2 separate regions of the Xenopus laevis genome follow, and region 2 is linked to region 1. The links are chromatin contacts, called in public Hi-C maps. All regions are on one chromosome and are shown on one strand. The core of a region is the stretch at or near the end of the contact, and the rest is flanking DNA. Distances in the headings are between cores, read along the strand shown. Region 1 holds the start of epb41l4a.L (band 4.1-like protein 4A). Region 2 overlaps epb41l4a.L (band 4.1-like protein 4A).

Region 1 (6,220 bases), core at 2,231-4,730:
TCGGGCCAGCCCACACATAACTAGATGGCAGGTTACAGACCAGAGCACTGGAAGCCAGACTGGGAATATATCAGTTACACAAATAAGCACTTCTCCAGAGGATCCTCTTACACACACACACACACACACACACACTGTTCCCTTCCAGAAGCCTCCAGTGCCACTGTCATGTGTAAATGCACTAGCAGAATGCCATTAGCCATTGATGGGGGCTTCTCTCTCCCCCTACTTCTGTGTTGTGTCCAGCATACAGTGCACAAGCTTTTCCCGAAGAAGAAGGGCCTTGCAGAAGGGCCATGATCCCCACTCGTTTCTTCTGCATGGGCAAAGTTTCCAAGCAAAAACAACCTATTTTTCTAAGACTAAGCCTGTATACAATAACTAGGTGCCAGGTCTGTCTGTTATACATAATTGTATAACTAGGGGGTTGTTTAAATAGAGATTATAAACCCTGAAACCATCTGCTGTGCACAGCCCTTTGTAAGTTTTCTTTTTTTGATATGTGCACTTTATAAACACACCCCTAAATACCACACCCATTTTACAAAACATACCCCAGACATGCCGGTATAATCACTATAGAAAATGGATAACGCATTATAACCCCAGATGTGCTAGTAATCATTACAGAAAAAAAGGACAATCTGCATATTATCCTAAGATGTGCCAGAATAATTTATACAGAAAACAGATAATCAGCATATAAACATGAGATGTGCCAGCATAATTACTATAGATAATGGATAATTCACATATTAATGCCAGTTGTTCTAGTATAATTACTACAGGAAACAGATACTCAGTATATTAAAATGTAGTTATGTCAGTATAATGATTGGAGAAATGGTCAATGAGCTCTCCATTAGCTCCAGACATGCCAGTAAGATGAGGATGAGTGCATAAATAGATTGCGTGAAATCATTCCCTCACCTACACTTGCAGGAACAAGGGCCAAAAGCCAAAAAAACATGGGTGGTTTAGATTTAAGAAGAGACCAACAGTTATTAGAATAAAGTGTGTCACAGGTCTTTGTAATAGGACTCTTTATTTTTCTTAAAGCCCTTGAAATGAACAATATAAGTAATATTTTTTCCTACAGAGGCCACAGAAACCAAAGTATAATTTCCGTAATGAACTGGAACTAATTAAAGAGTGGGCATGAATGCGACTGGCAAGTTTCAGTGCTACATGATACATTTATTTAGAGGCAGATTTATCAAAATGTCTAGAGCTTAAAGAGATACTTACACCAGAAAATAATCTTTTTTTTTTTTTGATCTATCATAAAATTATCATTCAATACTATTTATAATTTTGCCATAAAAGTATTCATCTGATGCTTTTATATTACCGTTCTTACCCCCATGTTCCTGTATGAGGGGGCTGCCATATTTGTGCAGCAGGAGTCCGTTAACATTAGAAACTCTGACAAGTTGAGAAGGGACAGTCAGGTTGGCAAAACAGTCAGGTTTAGGAACTTCAAGTAACAATTCTTTAAGCAGACCTATCAGCAAAAAAATGATTAATGTGACCTATAGGTAACGTTTAATGTAGATTAATATTTTGAAAAGAAAAATCTTTAGTGTCGGTATCACTTTAATAAATAAAATCTCACCCAATTTTTATTTATTCCTATAGGATTTTCAGAACTGTATTTATCAAATGGTGAGTTCTTATTTATTAAGCTCTAAAAGCACATTTCATACCTCCCAACTCTCCCGTTTTCTGCGGGACAGCCCAATTTTGACAGCCCGGCCCGCAGCCCTGGGTTTATTACTGAAATATCCTGACTTTCTCTTTGATCTTATGCACTGATGCTAGAAAAAGATACAAAGTTGGATACATTTGTAACAATTTAAAATAAGCAAAGATACAATTGTAACTATTTAGAATAAGCAAGTCTCTTGTGAGAACTGAGACTAGCAGCTTAAAGGGGTGGTTCACCTTTAATTTAACTTTTATTATGTTATAAAATGGCCAATTCTAAGCAACCTTTCAATTGGTTTTCATTATTTATTTTTTATAGTTTTATAGTTATTTGCCTTTTTCTTCTGACTCTTTGCAGCTTTCAAATGGGCGTCGCTGACTCTTTTCTAAAAAACAAATGCTCTGTAAGGCTACACATGTAATGTTATTGCTGCTTTTTATTACTGATCTTTCTATTCAGGCCCACTCCTATTCATATTCCGGTCTCTTATTCAAATCAATGCATGGTTGCTAGGGTAATTTGGACCTGTTTGCTTAAGATGCAATTTAAAGAGCTGCTGAATAAAAAACTAAATAAGTCAAAAACCTTCAATAATAAAAAATGAATACCAATTGCAAATTGTCTCAGAATTTCACTCCCTACATCATACTAAGGGGCAAATTTACTAAGTGGCGAAAATTTGTCAGCGACGGCTTCGCAGGCAGCGCAACACTTCACTAGGCGAAAAATCAGTCAGACAACGCTAATTCACTAACATGCGAAGTTGCGTCCAGGGTGCCGAACACTGGTGAAGTTGCACTAGCGTTAATTTGGCAAGCAGATCGAAGTTGCGCTAGCATTGGCTAATTTGCATACGGCGGGAAGTTAACGTTGAATGGACGTATATGTTGCAGCAAATACATTACATTACACAAGGCCAGGGAAGCTTAATAAAATAAAATAGAGTTGTTATATTGCCCTACACATGTGCCCAGTGTATAGTTTATGTGCCATATGGAAATGTAGGGTGAAGCCGGTTACCCCAAAAGAAATTTACGCTCTTTTGCAGCCTATCACCCTGAAAGAAGGAAAAGACACCAGTCTTTTTTGGGACTTAGAAAAAAAAAATTTTCACCTAAATTTTGAGGAAGTCCTATCTACTCGATTGTTACCTCTTGAGCACAGTCTGGCGCAAGAAGTAATGTTCAGTAAAATCCACATCTTAGTGAATTAGCTTAGTTACGTCCCTTCGCCAGAGCGCAACTTCGTCTGGCGATTGAGTGCGAATGAGCGCCAGCGTCCGTTAGCGAAGTTACATCCGTTAGTAAATCCGCGAAGTACCGAAACGATGGCGAAAATTCGCCAGCGTTAATCAGTTCGCCCATTAGTAAATTTGCCCCCTAAAGTTATCTTAATGGTGAACAACCCCTTTAAAGGCCAATTGACTTTCATTAGCAAAACATAAACATATGGCACTGAAACTCCCAGAAATGTGTTCAAACTTTCATAACCTGCCAAATGTTGTAAAATGGACATGGTACTCAGGGGATGTGGCCATACAATGGACGTGGCCAGAGCGGCACAACCATTTTGTCCCATTTTCCAATTGTTAGAAGATTTGCATTTTGATAAATCTGCCCCTTAATCGCCAAAGGAGCGTCACGAGCAGTACCCTCATATTTCCACTAGAGGGAGTACTCAGCACGCACGGCTGCTAAACCTGCTTGTGTAGAGGTAGCCCTATCCAATCGCGGGGGATGGAACAGGAGCCTAGGAAACTCCCCGTCTCTAGGCAGGCCCAAGAGGAGGAGGGAGGGGGGGACAGAGTAGCGTGGGGAGGGCTCGGTCTCCCTGTATGTGGCACCGAGCGGCTTTTCCCTGCTCCCTGGCTCCTCGCAGCCCCCGGACTAGGGATGGGTTGTTTCTGCGCAGTCCCGGAGGAATTCTATTGTGAAGTTTTGTTACTGGATGAGTCCAAGTTACCTCTAACCAGCCAACAGCACGGGGTGAAGGTAAGTGTGCCCGCTGCCCTGAGTGGCATAGCAACCTGTCTGCAGCCGGTATCACAGCAAGGGCTGCTCCTGAGCTCCTGCTGGAAGGCACTATAAAATCGTCTGGGTGTCGCCCAGGCTCTATTGGCTACACCATGGCATGTGCCCTTTGTCTAGCACTGCTTACCCACGATAACTTTCTCAGTTACAGCAGCATGAGCAGAATTCTCTTTATCCATCATTAATACTGTCATGTGCAGCTGCAGTCTCAGCCCCCACGTCCAATGAGCTCACAGGGCTCTGCGTGACCCAAAGGTTCTGGCCACAATCCTGTGTCTATTAGACAAAAGCTGATGGTGTCCAGGACATGCTCATGAGTCAGAGCCTTCTGACAGCTCCTGGGAGTGACGCTGAGAGTTACAGTTCAGAAGCTGAAGGGGGGATCAATTTCTACTGCACATTGATAAGGTATTCTGGAACTTTTCTGCATTATTTGAATGACAAGTAGGTTCTAGACAGACTTGTAGGGCTCAGGTTTTAGTGATTGTGGCTACAGATCCATATATATTTATATATATGAAGCACAGAAGCAAAGATTGATCTGATATCAATACTAGCATATGCTTATCATTAGTGCTGGTGCACCTGCTGGGTGCTAAGTGCATGATCAAGCGCTGTCACAAATCATTGAGCACATTTGCTTTTGATTGTGTGTCTGTTCAAGCCAAGCATTGTACATAACTTGCAGCAGGCAGGGCAACAGCAGCACATGCTCTGCATGTTTGAAAAGTCCAGCTCTGTGTCATGATGATGGAGCTTGTAGGAGTGACTTTCAGCACAATGCAGAATGCTCTCTAGAAAACCCCAGTGTTACATTTTTAAAGAGTGCCAAAGACTGGTGCTAAAATCATTTTTTGCTGATTTCCACACTGGGGACTTGCCCCCCAACTGTATTCATGGTGGGGATGGCTGTGTAGAAATGAATCAGCTGTTTGTCTTCCTGGCCATCATTTGCCCAAATAAATCCTTTATGACTGAGAGGTAATAATCTCTCCTTATCTGCATGTGCTTCTTAACAGCATCAGCTAAGGGCTGACAATCTTCAAAGGCCGACCGGTTTTAATAGAAGTATCAGCTAAAATGTGTGTGGTTATTTCATTATGATACATATACATCGCTGGAAGATGATCTGTATTGGTGGATTTAACAAGGCAATTTTATGGCTTAGAGGTGGCCATACATGGGTCCTATATTTGCTTAAGGTGAAGGCATTTTATTGGGTGTATCTGAAAATCATAGGGCAGTGCCACACAAGGCCGTTGGTTGCCCCTATAGTTGTTGCAAATGCTGCTACAACCTTTGTACTAGAGCCCTATTGATAGTTGTGACATAGGGTCACTTTTTATTATTGTATTTTTTTTTTATAGTTTCTAGCATTAAATGGCAGAAGTACTGGAAGAGATATAATCTGTTTACAGTATATGTGGGCTTTCTTAAGCAATTTTATTATTTGTCCTGGTGTTTACAGGTAAATGGAAGATATTTACCTTTTCAGTACATTAGGTTAATGTTGAAAATGCTGTTTACCTTTTGTTTTTATTAAAATGAATCATTTTTATTTCTTTATATAACAATGGGTATGGTGAATGAAGACTTTGCCCCTAAGTTCTTCACCTAGACCTGACAAGTCTCTATAGGTATGGGAGAAATGCTATCTTCCACTCTTCTTTTGCATATCAAACTCCTATTTTGTATACAGGTGTGGGATTTATTATCCGGAAATCCGAGATCCAGAAAGCCCCAAATTACAGAAAGGACATCTCCCATAGACTCCATTTTATCCAAATAATCCATTTCTTTTAAAATGATTTACTTTTTTTCTCTGTAACAATAAAACAGTACCTTATACTTGATCCAAACTAAGATATGATTAATCCTTATTGGAAGCAAAACCAGCCTATTGGGTTTATTTAATGTTTACATAATTTTCTAGTAGACCTAAAATATCCAAATTATGGAAAAATTCATTACCCAAAATGAAATTATACCAAATCCCCTATTTGACCACCCACATTCAGATCATAATAGGTGTCTATGCAGGACCATATACATGCATCAATGTGGCCCTTATCCAATGGAATTTTTAAACTTTATCCATCAGAGAGGGTCCATACATTGGCATATAAACTGAAGGGCTTGTAGGGATCATCTTCAACTGAGATGTGAGCACAGGCTTGCATTGTGTAAAAGTTAAACTAGCATTGCTGCACACTCAGCCAATAGCACAAACTGACCCTTATCCCTCTTCTATTGTATACAAATATATTTTGGCACCTTGATGGTAAATAGTCTGTGTAAAGCTCCCCATAGACGCAAAGATTTTTCTTGCCGAACGACCGATTTTACCGAAGTCCGACCAATCCTTCGAAATTATCGTGCGGTTAGTGGGATTCGAACGATCGTACATCTTGCGATTTTTCGGCCGACATCTGTCAGAAAATTGATCGGCAATCTATCTATGTTTGCAGGGACAAGCAGGCAG
Region 2 (6,220 bases), core at 2,775-5,274, 110 kb after region 1:
TCAGTTAGCAGTGGGTATAGGAAATGCACACAAATCCACATGCAGAAATCATAACACATATTGACAATGTTTTCAGCTAATGATGGACGGTGCACAAGTGATGAACTGCAATTGGGACCTTTGGGTGCGGTATAGGCATTGTACGCTTTAGATGGCTATAAGTATAGAATATTCACACCTTAGAAGACTGTGGGCATTGGATATGCATGCATGTGTGCTTTTTATGGTTATGTATATTCCATAATTGCAAGCCTTAAGATGCCATAGATATAACAATTACGATTGTTCTTGCGACCATTGGTCGCAGAAAAGATTGTTTGTTTCAATACAGACAATACAATACAGATTGTTTGTTTCAATACAGACGTGTAGAACTGAATCACCAGATATTCAGGTAGAAACAATAGAATTCTACCTGGATCAATGTTCTGGTGACTTCAAAGGCATCTGATTTAAATTTTCCAGCCAGCCCGATTGACGAGCCGAAATCTTCTGCCAATATCGGTCATCTCATCTCCCACCATACACGTATGAATATTGTACGAAAATTTGTTTCGTAGGATATTATTGGTGCATCTATGGCCACCTCTAGATAGCATAGGGAATGCAAGCCTGTATGAAATTAATGATAAAAATGCTGAAAGTGTTCTTAACGCTCCTAACCACATGTTTGTGTTTGCAGGAAAGGACAGCACAGTGGTGATGATGGTGATCTAAAGCACAGAAGAAGGTATGTCACACAGATTCATTGCTTGCATAGTCCCTTGCAGTATCTGTGGGAAGAATTTACACAACTTGTAACAAAAAAAAGGAAACACTATAATAATTTTTAAAAAACTGCAATGGCCCTGAAAATATTTTGAGAAAATCAGGTTGGCACTATCTTTTTGTGTGTTCTGCTATGGAACCCAGTTTCCCGGATGGGTAATTTTATAGTACTGTATGAAGTCTATCTATTATTGCTGGCAGAATAATAATAATGTGTCCAAGGTGAAACTTTCATTGCTTCCATCTAGATCACGGTCTCGTTGCAACACAAGTAGCGGCAGTGAATCTGAAAACTGCAACAGAGAACACAGGAAGAAGAGAAACAGGTGAGCATGGAATGTGGGAAGGTAGCATAACTGTACTGCAGGTATTTCCACTTGGAAATTGTACTCATATGCCTGTCTTCAAAGCTTTGGCTGCACTTGCAGTGATTTTTTCAGGATAAAGAAATTGGTCAAGAAATATGACAACAGCCTCTTCCCATGTAGTCAGTGGAAATAGAGGGAGACAGAAAGGGATGCAGGGAAACCATGTTCAGTGTATTGTCTATTATGTTGAAAGAACTAGTATTGCTTACGATCTTACAGGCTTTCCATACAGGTCACATGGCTGAGAGCAAACAGCGTTAAGGTCCAAGTGACCTTATGTGAGAGTAGGCAAATAACTGTGTATAGTCAGTAAATCACGCATTATTGCACATAACTCCAGCCTTTTGTTTTTATTCATACTGTAGCTCCGTAGATTTTTCCAATCCAGAATAAAATAAGCAAAAGATTTCCTCACCTTTGACTTTTTTTTTTTATCCAGGGTCATCCAATGCTTTCCTTTTCAATGGGTAATTCACATTTTTAGTATGATGCAGAGATAATCTGATATAATTTGTAATTGGTCTTCGTTGTTTATTTTTTTTATTATTCAGCTTTTGGTTTAGCAGCTTTCCAGTTTGCAACTGCGGCAGTTATCTCATTGCGAGGGCCCGATTTACACGTTTAAATGAGATACTGGAAAGTAATAAAATGTAACAATATAATTGTAGCCTTGCAGAGCAATCATTTTTTAGCTCCGGTCCTGGGGTCAGTGACCCCTATTTAAAAAATGAGAAGTGGCAGAGCATGAAGACATAAAATTAAAAAACTATTTAAAAAAAGTCCAGTTGAAAAACTGCTACAAATTGAACATTCTATAACATAGTAAAGAAAATAACAGTCAACTACCCCTTTAAACAGTACCTCTGTGATACATACAACCAAAATTTGCCATATGCAGCCAGAGCAAATTCCAAGGGCAGTCTAGGTCCCCCTGGTGCAAAATTTGCTACAGTCATTGGGGGTCATTTATCAACACTGGGCAAATTTGCCAGTGGGCAGTAACCCATGGCAACCAATCAAATTGTTGCATTCATTGTTCTATTTGCAACTGGCTTAAAAAAACTAATAGGTTGCTATAGGTATTTGCCCATAGGCAAATTTGCACAGTGTTGATAAATGAGACCCACTGTCCCAATTCAAATACCTCAGTGTTCACCATTTTCTTTACCCCATACCTTGTACCTTTTCCTCTGCATATGGCAATGTATGGCTGTTTGTAACACAGAGGTATTGTTGCACGTGAATATATTCAGTTGGGACAAAATGAATGCATAATGTTTAGAACGAAATCCCTCCATATTCTTTTGACTACTGAAGCTGACATTTTTATATGTAAAGTAAGTAGAATTGACAGAACGGCATCATCTGTGCAGTTGGCAAGAGTTTTAAAGTCACATTAAGGATTAAATCAAATTCTGCAAAAAGGGCTAGCATTTCATAATCTACAATATCCATAAAATTCACTTTATCTCTCAGGTGAAACCATTATTGTATTATAATGTACATAGAACTGCTGCATACACAACTAGGAATGTTGAGCACCATCTAGTGGAATGAAGTAGCTTTGGCAGCCAGTGCCTCACTAACTTGTAATGTGGGGATTTACTCAAATGGCGATATAGGTATGGGATCCGTTATTCAGAAAGCTCCAAATTACAGAAAGCCCGTCTCCCGTATACTCCATTTAATCAAAATAATCCAGGTTTTTTAAAAATGTATTTCCTTTTTCTCTGTACTTGTAATGAATCCTTATTGGAAGCAAAACCAGTTTATTGGGTTTATTTAATGTTTACATGATTTTCCAATAAACTTAAGGTATGAAGATCCAAATTACAGAAAGATCCCTTATCCGGGAAACCCAAGCATTCTGGATAACAGGTCTCGTACGTTGTACATTCGAAGTGACATCGAAGCTCAGTGTAATTCAAGTTTTATTCACAACAGAGATTTTTCACAAGACAAGGCACTTTTTAGTTTCACACACAAAATATGGAGCCAAATAAATGAAAGTTCACTCTTCTGAAACCAGAACAGGCTGGTCTGCTGGCAGGCTCACTATTTTGGAAACCTGCTTTTTTACAATGTGCCCCCTATTAGCCAACCCAAACCAATAAATTAAATATTTCACTGTTTTTGGTGTTTTTCCCACTGCTGTATCTCTTCTTCTTTTACTTCCTGGACAGAGAGCTCACTCTCAGCCTCACTCTTTCCATACTTGAAATACTATCATTTTATCCTGAGTGAACACAGCCCCTGTTATTCTCTGCATCTACTCTGCCTTATAGGCTTTTCTAGGAGAGACATGCTTTCCCCTTAAGTTTTTTTCTGGATACTGCTCCACAGCATGTAGTAGCAGTATTTGTACGTAGAGCTGTCCAATTTCTTACATAAAAAAATATACAAAGAATATAATGAGGAACACCAGTACAATAAAAACAAAAAATAAATACAAATATACAATTTAAACAATAGTACAAAGTGTTAAGAGGCAAGAGTTCCCTGTTTTGTAGAGATAACACTATAATTCATAAATCTGTATAGATTTAGATAATGGCATACATAGAGTCACTGTTCTGTTTGCAGTGCTAATGTTTTTTTATAAAGAGGGGAATCAATGACTGGTTCTGAACACTGAATACAGTGGCAAAATGTCCTTATTTTCCCACTGTATGATGTGGCTCAAAGGGGATCTGTCATTTGTAGACCAAAAAAGTGGAGTGGATCATGCCATTGTACAGCCCTGGTCCTTGGATAATTCCAAAACAGTTAATATGGGAATCCAATATGTAGCTCTGGACCATTTCATTAGTGAGCCCTGTTCTGTACACAGAGATAAGTAACACTCCCATTATATCCCTGTGCCTTTGTCATATGGCAGCTAATTCTAATTCCAACCAACAATGGGTAAGAGAGAGGAACAATAGGTTTCTAAAGAGACAGACAAGAAGCTTTCTGTATCTATTGGTAGACTGAGATGTTCTAGCCCACTGACCTTTTTCCCAGCTATGTCTCCAGAATGAGTTTTACTGCAAGACACTGACAGGGGGAGGGTTTTTACATGTTATGAGATTTTTTTATATAGTTACATTAAATTAATGACCCTTTGAATGAAGACACTGGGCTGTGACAAAGGATTCACTGACCCAATGAAGACGGTTTCCCAAGCTGTTGAACTTTATGGCCTTCCATCCATGTGTCTCAGGAGCAGATTATTTTGTTGGCCAGGAAGCACTACTTAAATGAGCAAATAAATGCCAATGGAGGGATTCATAGGAGAACATAAAAATCACCTGAGTCACCTGTGTACACAGATATGCTGCTCTTGCTCTAAAAATGAGAAAAAAATGATTTGTTCCTTTGTCAAACAGTCTTCATTGATTGCTTGTATTCTAATTATCTCATTGTCAAGGGAACATCTCATCTGCTCTCTTATTTTTACATTACCACTCTATGGCACATTACTCTTCCAGCTCTGTGCCTGTCGTGATCAATACAGAAGACAGCTTTGTGATAAATTAATCAAATCACACCAGTAAAATGCAAAGCAAATGCTCATAAAGTGAATTACAATGAACTTCCACAAAACAGCTTGTCATTAAGGAGCAGACCTGCTCCAGCAATCTCATTAATGTTATAGCTAAACAAGAGCAGCCCACCAAACCTATAATACTTTGTATTACAAACATGTTACTTGTGGTTAGTTTACATAAACCTGCCGGAATCAGGCTCTGGAAGGGATAACTTTGATGTTGAGGGAGACATATTTAGCCCCTGGCTATACTCAAGCTGGACATACACGCACCAATCATATCATATGAAATTAAGAAATGCTAATCATACAAAAATTGGTATGTGTATGCCAGCCTAACATACCAACATCCATGTAATATGGATATCAGTCTGTTCTGGAATCAGACAGATTTTAATTTCTTCTGTTTATGATATTGGCTAGTTAGGGTTGCCACCTTTATGTCTGGCTGAGACCGGCGGGGGCGGGTCTGTGACGTCAGTTGGCATGTCTATGACGTCAGTGGGCGGACCCGTGCTGTCAGTCGGCACGGCGATCAGCAATTGGCCGATCACCGTGTCAATCAAGGGAATCCCGCCCAGTTTTCCTTATTTGGAAAACCGGGCAGGAAGTATAGACCCGGGAAGCCCCTCAAAATACTGGGCTGTCCGGGTCAAAACCGATCAGGTGGCAACCCTATGGCTAGTTCATGGTGCATCAGAAAATGTTCCAATTGTACCTGGAGCTTTCAAAAATGACTATACTATTACTACTATAGGACTGTAGTCCTACTGTGTGTGGTCACTCTTATGCTGGTCAGTCTCTTAAAGGGTTTGTTCACCTTTGAGTTAACTTTTAGTATTATTTAGGAGATATTCTAAGACAATTTGCAATTGGTTTTCATTTGTTATTATTTTTGTTTTTTGAGTTTCTGTATTAGGCTTTTTATTCGGCCACTGCATTTTGCAGCTTTAGCTGTCTGGTTGCCAAATGAACCTAGCAACCATGCATTGATTTGAATTACAGACTGGAATATGAATAGGAGAGGCCTGAATAGAAAGAGGAGTAATACAAAGTAGCAATAACATTACCTTTGTAGCCTTACAAGCATTTGTTTTTTAGTAGGGTCAGTGACCCCGTTTGAGAGCTGGAAAGAGTCCGAAGAAGAAGGCATATAATTCAAAAACAATAAAAAAAAAAAATAATGAAGACCAATTGAAAAGTTGCTTAGAATTGGCTGCTTCTATAACACACCAAAAGTTAACTTTAAGGTGAGCCATCCCTTTAACAATGAGTCAATTTGCAACTGGAATACAACTAACAAAGTAAAGGGCCATCTGTTAAATGCAGTGCAGGAAGGAGAAGCTTGAAGGAAAGCATGCCACTCCTTATGGTGGTAGTTATACAAGGTTGTTACAACAAGGCATAAGACCTGTTATCCAGAATGCTTGGGACCTGGGGTTTTCCAGATAACGGATCTCTCTGTAATTTGGATCTTCATACCTTGAGTCTACTAGAAAGATATTTAAACATTAAATAAACCCAATAGGCTGGTTTTGCCTCCAATAAGGATTAA

Evidence for each region. Hi-C and Micro-C count contacts between places; a contact is called where the count stands out from the background.
Region 2: a contact with region 1 is called in a Hi-C map of the XTC cell line, with 6 times the contacts expected there. The contact joins the enhancer-like site here to the promoter of epb41l4a.L in region 1. A contact is called at or near these places in 3 of 4 Hi-C or Micro-C datasets (the XL177 cell line, the XTC cell line and animal cap).

The regions. Positions count from the first base shown.
Region 1 is chr1L:187,921,453-187,927,672 of Xenopus_laevis_v10.1, forward strand. It overlaps epb41l4a.L (band 4.1-like protein 4A), which reads left to right and starts at 3,481. Exons shown (of 22, transcript XM_018264384.2): 1 at 3,481-3,699. The coding sequence starts at 3,601.
Region 2 is chr1L:188,033,142-188,039,361 of Xenopus_laevis_v10.1, forward strand. It overlaps epb41l4a.L (band 4.1-like protein 4A), which reads left to right. Exons shown (of 22, transcript XM_018264384.2): 16 at 683-730; 17 at 1,017-1,094. Among protein-coding and RNA genes, the nearest start is that of epb41l4a.L, 110 kb to the left of the region's middle. Within about 2 kb of position 4,025, at least 1 of the 7 cell types and tissues checked has an H3K27ac peak or open chromatin away from gene starts, as enhancers often do.